Regions from separate parts of the Mus musculus genome. Here region 2 is linked to region 1. The links are chromatin contacts, called in public Hi-C maps. All regions are on one chromosome and are shown on one strand. The core of a region is the stretch at or near the end of the contact, and the rest is flanking DNA. Distances in the headings are between cores, read along the strand shown.

What was found. Hi-C and Micro-C count contacts between places; a contact is called where the count stands out from the background.
Region 2: a Hi-C map of the N1E-115 cell line shows a contact between it and region 1, with 4 times the contacts expected there. The contact joins two enhancer-like sites. A contact is called at or near these places in 4 of 484 Hi-C or Micro-C datasets (the N1E-115 cell line, liver and nephron progenitors), 4 of 115 datasets of contacts at active chromatin or transcription factors (embryonic stem cells, epiblast stem cells, extraembryonic endoderm stem cells and 1 more) and 2 of 9 other capture datasets (adipose tissue and liver).

The regions. Positions count from the first base shown.
Region 1 is chr14:31,794,444-31,799,110 of GRCm38.p6, forward strand. All of the region lies in intron 1 of Ankrd28 (ankyrin repeat domain 28), which reads right to left. Among named protein-coding and RNA genes, the nearest start is that of Ankrd28, 34 kb to the right of the region's middle. Within about 2 kb of position 2,263, at least 9 of the 459 cell types and tissues checked have an H3K27ac peak or open chromatin away from gene starts, as enhancers often do. A contact at or near this core is called in the N1E-115 cell line, where this site is marked.
Region 2 is chr14:31,889,690-31,894,292 of GRCm38.p6, forward strand. No RefSeq gene overlaps it. Among named protein-coding and RNA genes, the nearest start is that of Gm36164, 21 kb to the right of the region's middle. Within about 2 kb of position 2,087, at least 133 of the 459 cell types and tissues checked have an H3K27ac peak or open chromatin away from gene starts, as enhancers often do. A contact at or near this core is called in the N1E-115 cell line, where this site is marked.

The DNA of each region.
Region 1 (4,667 bases), core at 1,013-3,512:
CACAGAAATGATGTTCTGTGCCAAGAATAGCTCTGGTCCAAGAAAGTAAGCTATGGCTTGTAAAGTAGCCAAATCAAGCTAGTTCAAAGTATCAGGGTGGCTGATTATGTTGGCACACATCTATAAATCCTCCCAGTCAAGGGGCAGTGAGTTCAAGGTCAGCCCAAGCCAGGTGCAAGTATACCGTGATATATATAGTAAATTGCACTGTCTAGACATGTAACAAACTTGGTAATGTCACCAATCAGCCACTTGGTGGCAGCAAATACAAAAGAAAAAATCTTCAGTATTTATTTGATTATTTTTACCAATACAAAAATATTTTTCCAATCTTATATTTTAAACAGAAGTTTCTAATGAATAAGGAGCTTCATAGTTCATCTTTTTAAAAAAACACAAAACAAACAAACAAACAAACAGTCTGATTACGTTGTTCAAACTGGCCTCAAACTCACACACCTCCTGCCTTGGGAGGATCACAGGCACACACAACACTACTCAGGACAATTTTAGAGGTTTGGGTTGTTGGTTATATTGATAAACAAGACTAGACCAGCCTTGAACTCTTCTCTTCCTTCTCCCTCAGTCCCCTTTATTAAGATTACTGGCATGTGCCAGCTAACATACTCAACTTTGATAGTAATTATTTTAACATTTCCAGTCAAGCTCAATCTGTTTAAAAATAGCCTTCTATTACAGCACTGACAGACACAATGCAGTCACTTCAAAAAATATGCGACTCTTTTGATGCTTATTAAATAACATATCAAAATAAAAATACGTAAATCATTCTTTCTTTAACCAAATTAGGTGCTCAAATAATCTATCCCCACAAATATTTATTCAACTTATTGCTTGTTCATAATTAATTATATGCTAAAATTACATCAATGAACAAGGGTTTTTTGTTTTGTTTTATGAATCTTACACAAAGTCTCTCATGCATTTCTTTTACCTAGGTTTTGCTATACAGACCAGTATAGTGAAGAACAGACAGTAAAAGACTGTAGAACCAAAAACCAGAAACAAAAAATAAAGACTGTAGCTTTCTTCCACCTGTAATTTAATTTACAATGAAAAAATATTACACAAAAAGTGAAGTCAGGATTACCACAGCCCTCCTGTTTTGCTTGCTTTGTTTGTCCCTCTCTTTTGTTGAAATATTTATTTTGAAAGGGAAAGCACCTGCTACTCTTTATTAACTATTCTGCTTCTTAATTTCACAAAGTGACCTAAGTATTTAAGTTACCAACACCTAAAGAGAGTTATTTCGGGGCTGTAGAGATGACTCAGCAGTTAAGAGCATTAGCTGCTCCTCCAGAGGACCTGGTTTGAGTCCCAGGACCCACATGGTGAATCTCAATTTTCTGGGGGTACTGGTTGGTTCATATTCTAATTTTCTGTAACTTCAATTCCAAGAATCCTGACACCATCTTCTGGCCTCTTTTAGGTACTAGGCATGCATGCATCATGTGATGTACATATATACATGCAGACAAGACACCCACACAGAGATAAAATAATAATGATGCATATAGAGCAACTTCTTGCACAAAGTTTTCATGTAGCAAAGCATGCTTCATTTCTCAGTAATCTGTTCTCAAAATTACTGCCAAAATGCTTATAGTAGAAGTCACTGGTTATAGTGAATTCAACCTGAGATAGTGTGGCTATACTGATAGATAAACCATGGAGTTAAACACACAAGAAGATTGTAAAGGCCCAGCCTTCAGAGACTCTTCAAGAGCAGGGATCGTATCTCATTCACAGCAGTGTATCAGTTCTGTGTTCTGCTTAACATAAACCAGTGAAGGACTGTTTCTCATGAATGAACACTTCATACTACAAACTATATAATATCTTGTCATAAGAATTGTCAAAAGCTCCTCTACTTTTATTTTATTTTATTTTGGCTATTCTTGTTTCTCCAAGATTTACAGCCTATAAGTTAATGAGCAATTTCACACAGTCCAACATAATATCAAGAGTCCACAACATAAAATCCCCAGAGGCAACATTTCTATTTCCCTAAATGCTCATCTCTTCTGTTAAGGAAGAAAGGTAAATGAAGAGTAAATAAACAATAAAGCAGAAAGTTCTTTCATAGATGTTTACATATGCACACATCTGCAAAGGAAAGGACATACATACATTTTAGTGTATCTAGAATTACAAGATCTCTCAGTCAATGAATGATAGCAGGGAAGCCGGATTCCTATTTAATTTTACTATGCTGAGAATTACATATTATTTAAGGAAATATAAAAGTGCCAGGGGGAAGTACTGACTAACTTCTAAGACAGCAAACAGGGCAGGGTATTTACTCTTACCACTCCTATTCAATGGAAGGCATTGAATTACTGTGAAAAGACAGACAGACATACACACAACTTGGAAAGGAAAGCATGGAGCTGCCTTCACTAGCAGAGAACATACTTGTCTCTGTAGAAATTACATCAAATCTACTCAAAACCCCTTAGAACTAAGGACATTTTTGTTTGTTTTTTGAGACAGGGTTTCTCTTTGTAGCCCTGGCTGCTCTGGGACTCACTCTGTAGACCAGACTGCCCTGGAACTCACAGAGATCTGCCTATCTCTGCCTCCTTCCTGCTGGGATCAAAGGCGTGCACCACTATGCCCAGCAGTTTAACATTTTTTAAATGCCACACTATGTTAACTAAATGAGGGTGAAACTGACAATCTCAGCTGATAAAAATCAAATTTTTTTTTTTTTTTACAAAATCCAGTATGCTTTCATGATTAAAACACTCAAACAATGAAGAAGAAAACACTTCTTCAAAAACAGGTATGATTACATTACAATTACATTTTTGAACAAAAACTAATCAAATAAGAAAACAAGCCACTTGCTGCAATATGACAAAGCCAACCAGATTCATAGCCTATAGACACTATTACAAATATAAAGATCTATATTAATGATTACTAAGGGGATTTAAATGAGAATGACCCCCATAGGCTCATATAATTGAATACTTGTCCCCAGTTGATGGAACCATTTGGGAAAGATTTGTTCTAGGCGGGCTTTGGGGTTTCAACAGTTCGCAACAATCCCATTTAGTTCTCTCTGTCTCCAACTTAAGAGATTCAAAATGAAGTTCTTAGCTGTTCCCGCTGCCATACCTTAGTTCTGACACCATGGACAATAACCCCATGAAACCACTTCTATAAGTTCTCTTGGTCCTGTTTTTATTACAACAGGAAAGTAACTAAGACAACTACATTGTAAGAAAAAAACAAGGCAATTCACCAAAGATAGAAATATATCCAAACTGAGCCTGGCAGTAGTGGCCCCTGCCTTTAATCCTAGCACTTAGGAGGCAGAGGTAGACAGATCTCTAGGGTTTGAGGACAGCCTGGTTGGTCTACAGAGCAAGTTCCTGGGCAGCCAGAGAAACCCTGCCTCAAAATAACTAAAACAATCAAAAGGAAACATTTCAAAACATAGCCTACTACGAATGTGGAAAATACAAATTACAGCAGCGTAGCACTTGATACACACATAGCAGATTGTAAATTTAAAATACTTCTTAACAAATTTGGAAGTAAAGAGAAATTAACAATTACCTGCAGCAATATAATTGCTACACTTTGAAAAATATAATAAACATATCTTTCTATGTATGTGGGAGCATATATATAGAGAGGGAGGGAATGGGGGTAGGCGAGAGAGATCCCAGTAATTCTGTTTCCTTCTATCAATCTCAGAAACACTGAAGATAAGATGACAAACCAAAATTTCTATCACAGCACAATTTGCTCAAAATTGAACATTGTGTAATTACATGTATATAATGTGAACATAGAGCAATAAGCTGGTTTATCTGCATGAGATAAACAGCAACGGTAGCAAACAAAAACAGGTAAAATTTAAAAGTATTAGAACAGACAAAGTACATCTTACCTTTTGGTAAATAAAAGTGATAGTATACATTGTTTGTTATATTGCTATATAGATATAGCATTTACAGAAAAATAATCAATGATATAAGCTACGTTCTCTTTTTAATGATTAATTTTATATACATTGGTGTTCTGTTTGCATGTATGTCTGGGTGAGGTTGTTAGGTTCCCTGAACTGGAGTTATATAGACAGTTGGGAGCTGCCACGTGAGCACTAGGAATTGAACCTGGGTCCTCTGGAAGAGCAGACAGTGTTTTTAACTGCTAAGCTGTCTCTCCAGCCTTATATGCTACTTTCAAGGTGGTTACTTAAGGAAAATTAAGGGTACCAGCTCTATTTTTATATGGAATGATTTTATTCTTTAAGGAAAAAAAAAAAAGGGCAAACTACCGAACATGTTTATTCCAGGCAATAAGAACTTAAGTTTCTACTGAATATATTATTTTACTTTAAATTCTCAACTTGAGAGAAAACATTCCCAAGTACATCCTGACTGGTTTGACAACAAAACTAAACAGTAGGGTGTGGCTGGAATAGACACTGCCACGGTTAACCTTGAGTGGGCTTCTCTATGAGGGATTCTCTAGACTAAGGTAACTGAGGTTCTGAGGCCCTCCCAAACTGTGAGCGGCAAGCATCCCCACGGGCTGGGGTCTTGCACTGCGTGCAAAGGAGAAAGCAAGCGAAACATCAGCGTGAGCAGCACATCCGGCTCGGGTCACCTTGGCAACCCTGACAGGAC
Region 2 (4,603 bases), core at 837-3,336, 95 kb after region 1:
TAGGCTAGGTTAGCTGGTTGGCAAGCTCATTGGAATCTTCTATCTTTGCTTCCCATTTCTCTGTCACTGGGATTAAAAGCATATGCCAACCTGCCCAGCTTTTTTATATGTGTTCTGGGGATTTGAACTTGTGAGACAAACACTTTACTGACTGAGCTATCTCTATACTGTTCCCCCCTCCCCCCCCCCCCGAGTTGCAATTTATTTCCAAATGCATCACAGGTCACAGACACACTGGGTTTACTCTTCTTCACTTCACATTCCCATCTCTAGAAGGACTTCGCTGTCTGGGTTGTGGTGACATCAGTGATGACATCATGATGTCCTGCAGGAGAAACTTGGGCATCATCACAGTCTGATGGTTAAGTCGAGGAGAGGGGCCAGCGAGATGGCTCAGTGGGTAAAGGTCCTCGGCGCCAGACTTGACAACCTGAGTTTGATCCCTGGGACCCAGGTGGTTGAAAGAAAAATCAGATTCCCAGAAGTTGACCACTGAACTCCACCATGCGCATGCACACAAAATAAGTAAGTCAATAAATGTCATGGTTTTTTAAGTCAGGGAGAAAGCTAGTTAAACGTCTGAGTTCTGACTCACTTTTTCTTTGTTTCTGGGTCTGTCAGTTCTTCAGACCCGGGATTCTTACACTCAAGTTGTCTGTTTCCCTCAGGCAACCGTTCACTGCTAGGTCCAGGATCAAAACCTGGGAGGCTGGGAGACTCGCTTAAGGGCTGTGGAACTCTTGAATGCGCTCCGTTTCCATATCATTTCTGGTTGCCAGCTAAGTGATCATCATGTGCTTTATTTTTATGTGACATTTTCTAGAGATTTTGTAAATGATGGGCTGCATCCATCTCTCAAACCCTGCAGAAATCAAGCTTTGTAAATGTAAAGACAGCAGGAGGGAGGGAGGGAGGGAGGGAAGGGAGGGAGGGAGGGAGGGAGGGAGGGAGGGAGGGAGAGAGAGAGAGAGAGAGAGAGAGAGAGAGAGAGAGAAACAGCTTCCTAATGAGAAAACCATGAACATTGTATTTTCAATATCTAACTCCCCAGTTTGAATAATTCATGGGAAAGAAATCCTTTGAACTAGAAGGGACTGGGCCATTTTAATGAAAGCAGAGGTTGGAGGATGTTTCAGAGCTTGGGTCAACACCACTGCTTTTCATGGGGGCTGAGACACTGAGAGAAGTTAGCCCAGCACACCCCGGATCCAAGGACTTGGGTTCCTCGGTCTTGAATGTTCAAGGTCCCAGAATGACCATAGGCCTGACTCACACTAGAACCTTATAGCACCCCCGTGCCTTGCACTGGCCCTCAGAACTTGCCACAGAGACACCAGAGGGAGGACAGTCAGACCCAATGCCCTGCTCTACTGTACTGGCAGGACATAGATGTCGCAGGGAGGTTACACCTCTTCCATCTCTTTTCCAGTCGTCAGGGATGCGACCCAGATGGTTCCTACTCCAGCATATATTAGAGTTCCTCTAGCATGCTTAAGCAAATCCTGAGGCGCAGAAGCCACCCATACCAAGTAAATCAGTCTCTGCCGGGACCAAGGCCCAGTCACAGCGGGTGCCGACTCCCCCCCCCCCCCCCCCACATCCCACACCCTTAGGTTTGAGAAACCCTGGGTGTTTGCTTCCTTCACTCTCTCCTTGTTGCCATACTCTTGACTGAATTCCTCTTATTCTCCATTGCTGTACCTCTTTCCATCCTTCCTTTTTAAACAAACAAACAAAAAACTTTTTTACTTCCATTACTTCAGCCTTCTCTGTTTCCTTCCTGCCAACCCTTGGGCCAGAGCACTGTAGCCTCACAGTTTACTGTGGGATGCTTCCGCAAGCCTTTGAAGATAGTGGCTAAACACAGCCTAGCGATTGCTCGCTCGTCAGCTCCTACCCCCACCCCCTCAGCTGGGTGGAGTCTCTGGCCCCTCCCCCAGCCTCCCCAGGGTCTCCTCAGTGTCACCTCTCCTCACGCCTTCCTCCAGCCTCCCTCCGTAGCTTCAGCCCCCATCACACAGGAGACTGGACCAGAAGACCCTGTCTGCTAGGGGAGCTTCGGGTGGCTGCTTCAGTGACTCATGCTCCCAGCAGCCTTTCTTCATCTCTTGCTGGCTAAGTGTGTGGGTGTGCAGCAGGCTCTTCCCAGGCAATGCTGGCAAAAAATAAAACTTCTCAAGATCCGATCTGTAGACAGATTGCGAGGCCGCACAGCAGTTCAGAATTGCTGAATCGGGCTCTGTCCACCCACCTACACCCCTCACCTCGTCCCCCAGGGAGTGGTGGGTCAACTTCCCCTGAAGTTGTGATTTGTTCAAAGCTGCCTAACTTCACGGGGAGTAGCAATCGTAGTAAAGGTGGCACTTTAAGATAAACCAATGCACAATTAATCACTGGCCTTTCAACGTAGGACATTGTTCTTGTCAAGAGTAAAATTCAAAGGGGAGGTCACCTCTGCTAAGGGTGCGTTGTGGGCAATGGAGAGAGCTGAAGAGAAGAGAGGAGACAAATAAAACGTTATAAAAGGCGTTGGGGGTGTAGAAGAGGCGAAATGACAGCTGTGTGTTTAACTTCCCAGGATTTAAAGGTCTGAACTATTTGTCCAGCCCTCTCTAGGGCCTCCCTCTTGTAGAGCCCATATTGTTTGAAGTGTGCCCTTTGACCCCCAAGGCATTTGGCCTTCGAGCTTAGCAAACAGGATCTACACAGCTGAAGCTCCTTCCTGGGTCTGTTTCCAGGCCCTTGTCACTTTCTCGCTCCCCCACTCTGTCTCTCTTGCTCTCTCTTAGAAACATAAGTAACGATTTTTAGGTTTGGGTTTTTTTCCCCCCTTACGGCTATGTAACGAAGTAAATCCAAGTTTTCAGTCTTTTGTCAAATAATAATGAATGTTACTGATAAAAATAGCACCAAAAAAAGATGAACAGCAGCTAAAACTGTCCAGGGAAAAATGGTTATCAGTGGAAATTGCATGAAGAACGCAAGATGTGGATAGCCGACTCTGATCAGGGAAACTTGATTGACATTATGGCTGGAGAGTAAAAGTTTTAACAGCAGATAAAATTGGGGATGCTGACAAATCAAATTTTGTGGAAAAAAATTGGTATTGATGACAACTCCAGTAAATTAATAAACAAAAAATGTTAGGAGCTGGCACTGACCGATCAACAAATCCTATTCAATCCTACTTGTTCCAGAGACTTCCGTCCTGGTAATCTACCATGCGCTGAGGTAACCATCAATATGTTACTGTTGTCAGTTTTCTGTGGGGTTAGTGTGGCCCCCAAACAGCTGCCTGTCAAAGCAGCACCAAGAGGTGGGGCTAAGAATTTGTATTTCTCTTCTTTAAGTTATTTTATTTATGTGGCTGGAGAGATGACGCAATGATTAAGGACCTCTACTGCTCCTGAGGGGTCTGGAGTTTTGTTCCCATCACCTGTATTAGGTGGGCCCCCAAACACCCCTAATTCCGGCAGTTACCTCTATTCCTATACACATACACATAAAATACATTTAAAAGGTATCATTATTATTAGTATTACTATTACTATTATTATCGTGTATTGGAGGCTGTTCACATTGCGGCTGACTAGGAAATAGAGCAGTAGAAACCAGCATCCGAGAGAACCTTAGAGTAGGCCCTTCCTCCCAAAGGTTCCGCAGCATCCCCGAAATAGTTGCACCAGCTTGGAAACAGTGTCCCAAACAGCCTGTGAGGGACATTTCCTACCGAAATCATAACACCAACCCTGATAGCACTTTGATCTGGATTTCTGGCTTCCAGATCTATGAGAAAAACAACCTTCTGTTGTGTAAGTCTGTGCTGTTTGTTGTGAAAACACTGGCATTCTCAGTCCTTACAGTAAGGACACCCACAGGATTACCTGTGGGTAGAACAATGTGATCTCTAAGGCATGCTTTAAAATACTCCAGAGGTAAAAGCAGGAAATAGATAAACAGGACTGGTTAAGAGACAGTGACGTGGGAGCTGGGTAGACGGTACCAGAGTACCATATACTATTCTGTTCTGGTGTCCAGTGTCTGAATAAAATGCCAAGCGAATTCTGTTATTTACTTACTTATGTTTATGTTGCTGAGAATTTAACTCAAGACTTTATACAGGTGAGGCAAGTATTCTACCACCGAGCTACATTCTCAGCCATGTGTGTGTGTGTGTGTGTGTGTGTGTGTGTGTGTGTGTGTATAAAAATTGGCACTACAACATAAACTCAGGCATGTCCAACCTGCAACCCATGGGACCTATACATGCCAGCATAGCTATAAATGCAGCCCAACACACTTATAGACCACAATGTCATCTCATCATGGCAAAAGGTTGACACTCCTGAAAGTGATTTCGATGCATATTCAAGTATATGATTACCACAGAAATTTTCCATAGCCTTGTGTTCTAACTAGACTGCTGTGGTCTCACATGTTTTTATTTTTACTACCACTGATAATAAGTGTGTTTTAAATATATGTTTAGAAGTAAAACATTATCAAAATATAACAAGGCAATAGAGAAAGAAATCAAAACTGCAGTTAGTAGAATTATAGGCATGACATAGCAGGCAGGGAAGGAGGAAGTGTCTGTGTCTAA